3 separate regions of the Mus musculus genome follow, and regions 1 and 3 are each linked to region 2. The links are chromatin contacts, called in public Hi-C and promoter capture Hi-C maps. All regions are on one chromosome and are shown on one strand. Each heading gives the region's core, a stretch centred on a gene start, on an enhancer-like site or on the middle of the called end of the contact. The rest is flanking DNA. Distances are from core to core; before and after follow the strand shown.

Region 1 (2,700 bases), core at 195-2,694, 220 kb after region 2:
ACAACCCAAGGTCAGTTACAGATGGGGCTCTTCCGCATCCTCTTCTCCTTCTCCAGTGTTAGCTCGGCTTCACTCTCCACTCCCCAGATCTGATGTTCAGAGAGCCTGAGAGCCTTTGTCCTAGACCAGGAGGCAAGGACAGGTGAAAGGCCATCTATCTGAGGTAAGGCCTCAGGAGCTGGCGACCAGTGGGGCCGTATTGCTGAGCTGTGTGCTGTATGAGGCTGGCGTCTCTGAAATGTGTCTGGACACTTGTGTGCTTCAGAGGGGACTGGGGAGGCTGAGGGGACATCGTGGGGGAAGTCTGGCTTCATTGGGTCCTGCACCAGGGGAGCTCTGTCTTGTAGCTGTAGATTTGCAGGTGACTGTGATCATCAGGGCTCCACCAGAAGAGATCTTCTTAGGTAGCCCCAATAAAAGTGTGTCAGTGAAGTGCCCACTTTCAAGAGGGTATTGTATTAGTCCATGTCCAGGACTGTGAAAGGCTGGAGAGACAGAATAAGAGGGCTGGAGAGATGCCTCAGAGGTTAAGAGGATCTTCTTCCAGAGGTCCTGAGTTTGATTCCCAGCAACCATATGGTGGCTCATAACCATCTATACTGGGATCTGATGTCCTCTTCTGGCATGCAGGCAGAATAAATATAATAAATAATTTTTTTTAAAAAAAAGAAGGCTGGAGAAATGAATGGCTCCCTACATATACATGAGGACCTGAGTTTTCTCCCCATCAGCAACAACGTAAAGCTTAAAAAAAAAAAATAGATGTGGCCTCATGTGACTATAACCCTGGGGCGGGGGAGGCAGAGGCAGGAGGATCGTAGCCAATCTACCTGAAAGTATCAACTCCAGGTTCACTGAGGGATCCGGTCTTAAAGAATAGAAAGGGATTGAGGAAGCACTAGTTCCAGCCTCTGCCCTTCCATGCGCGCGCGCACACATGCGTACACACCAGGACTCAGGTGCACACAATCGCACACAATCACATCCAAATGTGGCCACATAGGTAGGCATGTGCATGTGAAGAGAGTGAAGAAAGAAATTGACTTAAAGGAAGGGAAGGTTTATTTGGGTTCACAGCCTAAGAGGGTTCTGCTCATAGCTGCTCGGCCTGTGGTGACTTAGGACATCATGGAGGGAATCATGGGCTTTGAACTCGTACTCAGTTCGTGGTGGTCAAGAACCAGGAAGACGGGGAGGGGATGGGAGGAAGGGAAAGTGCTCTTCCGCCTCCCAGTAAGTAGCACCCCAGGCTGTGGAGCAAGGATCTTTGACAGACACACACGGAAAATCTAATGGGTGGAAGAAGATAAGGGCTGTTGAAGGATCCGGGGGCAGGCCAAGAAGGGATACACTGCCTTCCGCAAAGGCTCCACGGGAAGAGAAGGAAGCACGGTTTCAGAGCCCCGCCCGGTGGGCGGGGCTACAGGGTGGGCGCTGGAGGGGTGGAGCCTAGTATTCAGGCTTTCTTCCCTCTGAGCTCCTGCCAGTCCCTCTCACACTCCTGGTTGGTAATCAGAACGCCCTAAACAAGTCAGTTGAGGTCTGGCGCAAACAGGCTAGGCAGAGCAGGCTATCTATCCTAAGGTATGGAGGCAGAGCAGCCTAAACCAGGGTGAGATGGGGAATGAGGGGGGGGGGGGGGGGCGGGGCTATGTGGGGAGGTGGGACGGTGAGGGGAGGTGGGGCAGACAGGAAGTGCCCAGCATGGTGCCAGTAACACTTACTGTGTCTCTTGAGACCTCCCTGTCCTGCCCTTAGGTGGCCCTGCCTGTACAGTACAAGAAGAGATCTGATAGGACAACCATAGCTTTTTCCTTCTGGGTACTTACAGGCTCGAAAGTTTATATTAGTAAAGCTGTAGGTCTGCCCTCTTCACACTGACCCAATGAGATAGTATTACCTTTAGCCTATGGAATGAGGAGGAAGGAACAGAGAGCTTAAGTAACTAACCCAAAGACACACAGTGAGGCTGGGATTCCAACCGATGTTCTGGCCATGCCTGAATGCTGGAAGTTATCCACTCTGGCCCTCAACAGACTTGCTTCTCTTTGAAGGGAAAGAAGCTAGGATGGGGAGAGAGGTGTGTAGGAACTGCTGGGTTGGGGCAGTACAAATGACTCCAAGCATCTAGGAAATGCATGAAGGATAATTGAGGACCAGTCTTCGTGGGATGTTCTATCCCAGAGCTACTGGGGAGCCATAAATGGCGAACAGGAGAGGGGCTTCCTGTTGCCTGTCTCCTGTTCCCATCAGCAGATTTCTGGGGGATATCCCAGTAGCCCCATACTTGGTGGCCAATAAAGAAATGACCAGCTTACATAGGACCTTAGTAACTCAGTGGCTGTGCTCTCTAGAAGCTCTGGTTGGCACAGCACAGCCAATGCCAGTGTGGAAGGGAAGCCTTTGATGTAACTGTTGGGATCATGTGCCTAGAATCAGCAGTACTTGAACCCAAGGCCTTGCTCACCCACCTTCTCGCTGTATAGCTTTAGACCAGCTGCCCTCTCTGTGCCCCCCCCCCCCGCAAAGAGCGTGTTTTCTCCAACGTGTCCAGAGCTTTCTACCGTGTAGAGAAATCTGCACAGCCAATGATGAGCCAGTGCTGCGGAGATGAGGGTGGATGGGTGGGTGGTACAGGCAGACATTCAGAATATAGCGCCTAATGCTGCTGAGATGTGCCCTTGTGCTCACAGGTGTTTA
Region 2 (2,700 bases), core at 146-2,645:
TCCTCTGTGCCCTGTAGGGAGTGTGCCCACGGCTTGGAGCATGCTAGCTTCTGCTCTCCCACAGAGCCGAATTCCAGACCTCACGTGTTCCCCTTGCAGTTGAGGCTGGTATTTAGGCCATGTTTTGAGATTTACTCATTTCTCTGAGCCTCACCCACGTGTGTATGTGGGTATGCATGTCTGATGTGTGTGCATATGTACATGTGTGCATGGGTGCATGTATACATATATGTGAGTGTGTCTAAAAGTGTGCATGTGTATGTGTGTGAGTGGGCAAGTGTGTGTGTGTCTGTGTTACACATTATTAAAAGCCTGTTGTTTTTCTTCTGTGTTTGATATTAGGGATCCTTTGCCAACTAGGAACCATGATGGGTAGAGAAAATTCTATTTTTTCCCCCTTCACACTTATGAAAAGAAGCCTACTAAGCTTTGGCATCAGTAAGTCCCCAGCTGGTCTCTGGGACTGGCCCACACCAGCCTTGCTTGTGCCCACGTTTTCTCTGGTCTAGCGCAGGACATCAGCCAACTCCTACTCTGCCTCTTTCTTTTCCCCTCCTGTCCTTACCTCCTCTCCTCAGGTGATCTGTAAGGACAGCGCAGGCATGTATACTCCAACCCTAACGCCGCCAGGGTCTCAAGTAACCTGGGCTGACCACTATGTAGCTAAGGTGAGCCTAAACCCCAGAGCCTCCCAAGTGCGGGTGGTAGGTGACACCTACACGTCCCCTGCAGGGCAGCGGAGGAAGTCACCCCCCAGTGGTAAGGGATTGGGTAGAAAGGAAGCCCAAACTTCTGCCACTCTTGGGTGTTTCCTTAGGTTCCCCACTTTTCTCTCTCTCTCTCAAAAAGAAAACAAAAACAAAGCACATCGGTTCCGTAACCCCCACTCTGCACTCGGAGCTGTACAGGAGCCATCTTCAGCTCTCTCCTGAACTTTGATCTCAGAGTCTCCCAAAAGTTTCTCTTCTGCAGATGTGGCATCTGGATTGCCCCTCCAACACAAATCTGCTCACTCTGGCCTCGCTCACTGCCACCAAATAGCTTCAAGCTCTCTCTGCGGCTCTCCACCTAGGCTGGGAGGCCAAGTTCATCTTGCTGGTACATCCTGCTCTGGAAGTATTGAGGGGGAGCAGGGGGCTGTGGGGCACCCTAGGGAATGAGGCGGTGGATACCAATAGGGAGTCAGGCAGGACCTGTTCCAAAGCCACACTTTTTTCACTTTGCAATTGGACGCCTGCAGTTACTGCCGTAGGCCAGGAAGAGGCGCGCGTGGGGGCGGGGCCAGAGGGAGGAGTCGGCAAACCCGGAAGCGCTGAACGGGGCGTGGTGAGCTGAGAAAAGGAGGGCGGGGCTGGGAGGACAAGGGCGGAGCCCGGCCTGGCTGAGCTCTGGTCACAGTGGCCCAGCGCCTTGGACCTGGTGGAGGTAGCAGCGGCAGCGACAGTAAGTGCGGGTGCAGCGGCCCCCATGCTTGGCTGGGTCTTCCCTTCCCGAGGCTGAGCCTGGCCTCTCCTCCACACTCTTCTCTGGTCCCGCGTGTGGGGACAGGTCGGCCCGAAAGATCCAGAAGGCTTTGCGGGTCCGGATCGGATGCCACAGCTGCCTCTGCAGCGAGGACTTGTCTTAGCCTACTGCCAGGCTCGCTCTTGGACCCCAGCCTGTGTCCACAGGAGCCATCGTGGCACACGGGCTGGCCAGACATGTTCTCAGTCCCCAGACTCCTACCCTTTCCAGCTCTGACTGGTCCTTACCCCAGGACCCCAGTCAGAGGCAGGGACAGCTTGGCCCCGGGAGGTTCTCCGCCTCCTCTCCTTTCTTTGTCTTTCTCTATTCATCCAAAGCCACAGCTACCTTTTATAAAGAGTAATAAGGCGTTGCTCAGTCCACTGCACCGCCCGTGACCTGGTTAGAGAAGATCCCTGGCAACTTCAGATGCTTGGTCAAGGCTGAGTAGTCCTTGATGAATAGACACAGTAGCTGAGAAGGGACTTCAGACCTGTGTGGGTCTGGGTGACCCACACTGAGCCGCTGAGCCGTGCGCCCACCCTCCTAGCCTGAACTTCTGGAAATGGAACAGGTCCTTGCCAGTTCTCTGATGCTTCATGATTATCTTTCACACTAAAAAAGAAAATACGTGTACATATGTGTGCCTTTGTGTGGGTATGTGCAGTTCTTTCAGGTGCCCACAAAAGCTACAGGAGGGCATAGAATTCCCTGGAACAGGAGTTAAAAGTAGCTGAGCTACTTGACTAGGGTGCTGGGAACTGAACACGGGTCATTTGAAAGAACAGCAAGCGCTCTTCACTGCTGAAACATTTCTCTAGATTCTGTTTATATTTAAAAAACAAACAATAATTTAAAGCACGTTTGCATGGATGGCCCTGTCTAGGTCCTTGCATGGTCCTCTTTGGTCTTTGTGTGAATTAAGGCTGTAGAGGGGTCTGCTCAGCTTGCTAGGACACTGTAGAACCTCTGGCCTGCCTGAGCCAGGGCTCCGCTGCAATAGTCAGGGATCTGTTTATCCAGCAGTGCTGATGAGGGGCATTCCCCTTGTTTGTCTCTGCTCATAGCTTCTTGCTGCAGGAAGCCTTCAAGAGGGAGGGCTATGGGGACTTGGAACCAGCAGATGGAGTCACATTCCCAGATTATCCCTGGGGGTTGGGGGAGGGAGATGAGGTTAGGGAAACCCCCCCCCCCCCC
Region 3 (2,700 bases), core at 135-2,634, 150 kb after region 2:
CTGCGGTTCAGTAGACTGTGCCGTCTCCAGAACGTGCCTTGGCTTGAGGTTCATGACTCTGTGCCTGTAAAACACGCAAAAGATAAAGTCCCCCTACTCCATCCTTCCCAGCCTCTGAACATCGGCATTCCATTTCACGAGGTACTGGGGAGAAGTGGGATTGTGTGTTGTTCATCTGTCACTGTATGGCTAGCTTATTTCACTTAGCGCAGCATCTCAAGGTTCATCCATGCTGGAGCAAGCAATCGTCTGCATCCCCTTCTTTCCCAGAACTCGATGATCCATTGGCTGCCCAGGCTGTGTTTTGCTTATCCATCTATCCGTGGCTCCTTGAGCTATTCCACCATTGTGGAAACTGTTATGGCTGTGGGTTTTCCGTGGACTAAGTACCTCAGTTTTTAATGTCCTTCTGCCCCAAGGTTAGACAGGGCCCCAGCCTGGCTCGGCACAGAGTGGAGCTGGCTGGCTCAGTAGGGTGACCCTTCCCAGCAAGGGAGGGAGGCCAAATGCAGAGACGCCACTGGCTGTACTGATTGAGCCAAGAGGCCTGAGTCTGAGCCATTAAATCATGCCAGACTTGGAGCAGTCCCTCTCTGCATCTAAAGCGGGAGCCATAAACCAGGCTGACTTACGTGCAAGCACTCAGAGCTCGGTTGTTTATAGCCAGCGTCCGCTCGGATTGGTAGATTCCTGTGCTGCGCCCATTGTTAAATATTTGAATATGGGTCTGCAATAAACCACTCTGGGGCTTCTATACATGGCTGCACATCCGTCTCCTGAAGAGAGAGGAGGGGACACTGTCTAGGAGTTTGTGTCCTTAGCACCCCACCAGCCAGCTGGACCAGCAGCGTCCCGCAGTAGCAAGCATTCACCATGGCTCAGATGCACGCCTTTGGGGTTTTTCTCAGAAACAGACCTTGTGATGGATTGATTGAGGCTGGCGTTCTTGTTCGTGGTAGGACGTCCAGTGATTGACAGGTGCTGGGGGGCTCTAATGATGGTATGAAAGGAGCCTGGGTGATTGTCCACAGCATCATAGCCAGGTGGTTGACTAAGGGGAGAGCCCAGGAACCCTGGGAAAGGGGCAGGGATATGAGGCAAGGAAGGTTGGAATTCCTGCCGCTGTAATAGAGTAACCACACGGACTGGCTAACTTATAAAGAAGGGAGGTTCATAGCGCAGTTCTGGAGGCTGGTGCCCATATATGGTGAGGGTCTTCACCCCGCATCATATCACGATGATGAATGTGGTGAGAGAGACAAAGTGCTAGCTCAGGGCTATCAACTTCTTGTGAAGCCGTTAGTGCCTTTGCACGGGCCTCACCCCGTCTGGTTTCTGACTGCTTCCTGAAGGCCTCATCCCCCAGTGGCAGCAATTAGGAGATAGGGGTTAGCTTCTAACTCACAAGCTTTAGAGGGCACACTGAGACCACAGCATTTATCTTTGTCACCGTCCACGGCCCGTCACTGAGTCCCAACACCAGGGGTATCAATCAGTTCCCTGGTCCTTCTGGCCTGTGTGTTGCATGAGCTGACTCTGGCAAAGAACTGTGGAGTCTGACCGTTGGAGGCTAGGCTGGGGTGTGTGCTGCACCGAGGGAGACACAGTATCAACTGAAGCTGCTGTGATCATCTTCCCAGCCCCTTTCACACCATCATCAGAACCTCCAGGAACTGTGAATCCCTGGATGCCCTACCACGAACAAGAACTCCAGTTTTAGCCACTGCTGGTGGGAACAGAAAATAGTGCAGGCACCATCCAAGGCCATGGGATGACGTCTCAATAAGTTTAATGTGGAGTAAATCTATAGCTTAGCAGATCCACTCCTAAGCATTCGAGAGACAAAGTGAAATGAGAATTCAAACACTGTCTTATACATGGATGTGCAGCATTCACAGCCCAGAGCAGGAAATAACCCAGACCTCTGTTGATGGAGGAGCCTATGAGCATGATGTGTTAGAAGATTCATCAGCCATCCAAAGGAGCAGAGCTCTAACACAGTCACCAGCATGGACCAGTGATACTATCTGAGAGCCACACACAGGGCCACAGACTGTTGTTGTGGTTCTGTTGATGTGAACATCCAGAGCAGGCAGGTCCCAGAGATCAAAGTGTGCAGTCTAGGAGCTGAGAAGCAACTTTGTGACAGGTACCAGGTTTCCTCCGGGGAGATGATGGAAGATGGTTGCTCACCGTGAATGGATGGGAGGAGACCAGGTTGTACCCTTTGAATAGTGAAGGTGCTTAATTTTATGAGATGGTTGCTTTGCTCGTGAGCACGTGCGTGTGTGCGTGCGTGTGTGTGTGTGTGTGTGTGTGTGTGTGTGTGTGTATGTGAAGGGGGGGGTTCCTGTAGCCCAGACTGACTTCATTGTGTAGCCAAGGATGACCTTGAACTCCAGTCTTCCTCTTTCCACCTCCCAGGTCCTGGGGTTAGAAGCATGTACTACCACACATGGTTCATGGTATGCTGGGAATTGAACCCCAGGCCTAGGGCATGCTAGACAAGCACGTGCTCTATCAGCTGATCTGTAACCCTAGCCCACCAAAACTTTTTCTTTAAACCACACCAAGTATTCTGCATCCAACATCCTGTCACCTTCAGGTGGGGACCAATGGCTATGTGGGACATGCGCACCACCCCAGGGTCTTCCAGCCAGGATGGTAATCTGGTAAAGAATGATCCGGGGGGCCTGGGGT

Evidence for each region. Promoter capture Hi-C pulls out the DNA fragments that hold promoters and counts their contacts. A called contact is a pair of places that touch in the nucleus more often than the background predicts.
Region 1: a contact with region 2 is called in a Hi-C map of embryonic stem cells, with 9 times the contacts expected there. The contact joins the enhancer-like site here to the promoter of Slc29a3 in region 2. A contact is called at or near these places in 21 of 39 promoter capture datasets (the 3T3-L1 cell line, 3T3-L1-derived adipocytes, the C10 cell line and 12 more), 5 of 15 datasets of contacts at CTCF or cohesin (embryonic stem cells, large pre-B cells, liver and 2 more), 202 of 484 Hi-C or Micro-C datasets (the 3T3-L1 cell line, 3T3-L1-derived adipocytes, the 63-12 cell line and 102 more), 43 of 115 datasets of contacts at active chromatin or transcription factors (the 230-238 cell line, the HPC-7 cell line, the NIH/3T3 cell line and 27 more) and 4 of 9 other capture datasets (adipose tissue, embryonic stem cells, liver and 1 more).
Region 3: a contact with region 2 is called in a promoter capture Hi-C map of the HPC-7 cell line, with 7 times the contacts expected there. The contact joins the enhancer-like site here to the promoter of Slc29a3 in region 2. A contact is called at or near these places in 2 of 39 promoter capture datasets (the HPC-7 cell line and liver), 1 of 15 datasets of contacts at CTCF or cohesin (embryonic stem cells), 45 of 484 Hi-C or Micro-C datasets (8-cell embryo, B cells, the Ba/F3 cell line and 25 more), 11 of 115 datasets of contacts at active chromatin or transcription factors (the SCID.adh cell line, T-cell acute lymphoblastic leukemia, bone marrow-derived dendritic cells and 4 more) and 2 of 9 other capture datasets (embryonic stem cells and liver).

The regions. Positions count from the first base shown.
Region 1 is chr10:60,535,360-60,538,059 of GRCm38.p6, reverse strand. The region is part of intron 7 of Cdh23 (cadherin 23 (otocadherin)); the gene reads left to right. Among named protein-coding and RNA genes, the nearest start is that of Gm17455, 140 kb to the right of the region's middle. Within about 2 kb of position 1,444, at least 26 of the 459 cell types and tissues checked have an H3K27ac peak or open chromatin away from gene starts, as enhancers often do. A contact at or near this core is called in the AtT-20 cell line, differentiating embryonic stem cells, embryonic stem cells and 1 more, where this site is marked.
Region 2 is chr10:60,751,477-60,754,176 of GRCm38.p6, reverse strand. It overlaps Slc29a3 (solute carrier family 29 (nucleoside transporters), member 3), which reads left to right and starts at 1,395. Exons shown (of 6, transcript NM_023596.3): 1 at 1,395-1,443. The coding sequence starts at 1,443.
Region 3 is chr10:60,600,310-60,603,009 of GRCm38.p6, reverse strand. All of the region lies in intron 4 of Cdh23 (cadherin 23 (otocadherin)), which reads left to right. Among named protein-coding and RNA genes, the nearest start is that of Gm51803, 85 kb to the left of the region's middle. Within about 2 kb of position 1,384, at least 7 of the 459 cell types and tissues checked have an H3K27ac peak or open chromatin away from gene starts, as enhancers often do. A contact at or near this core is called in the HPC-7 cell line, where this site is marked.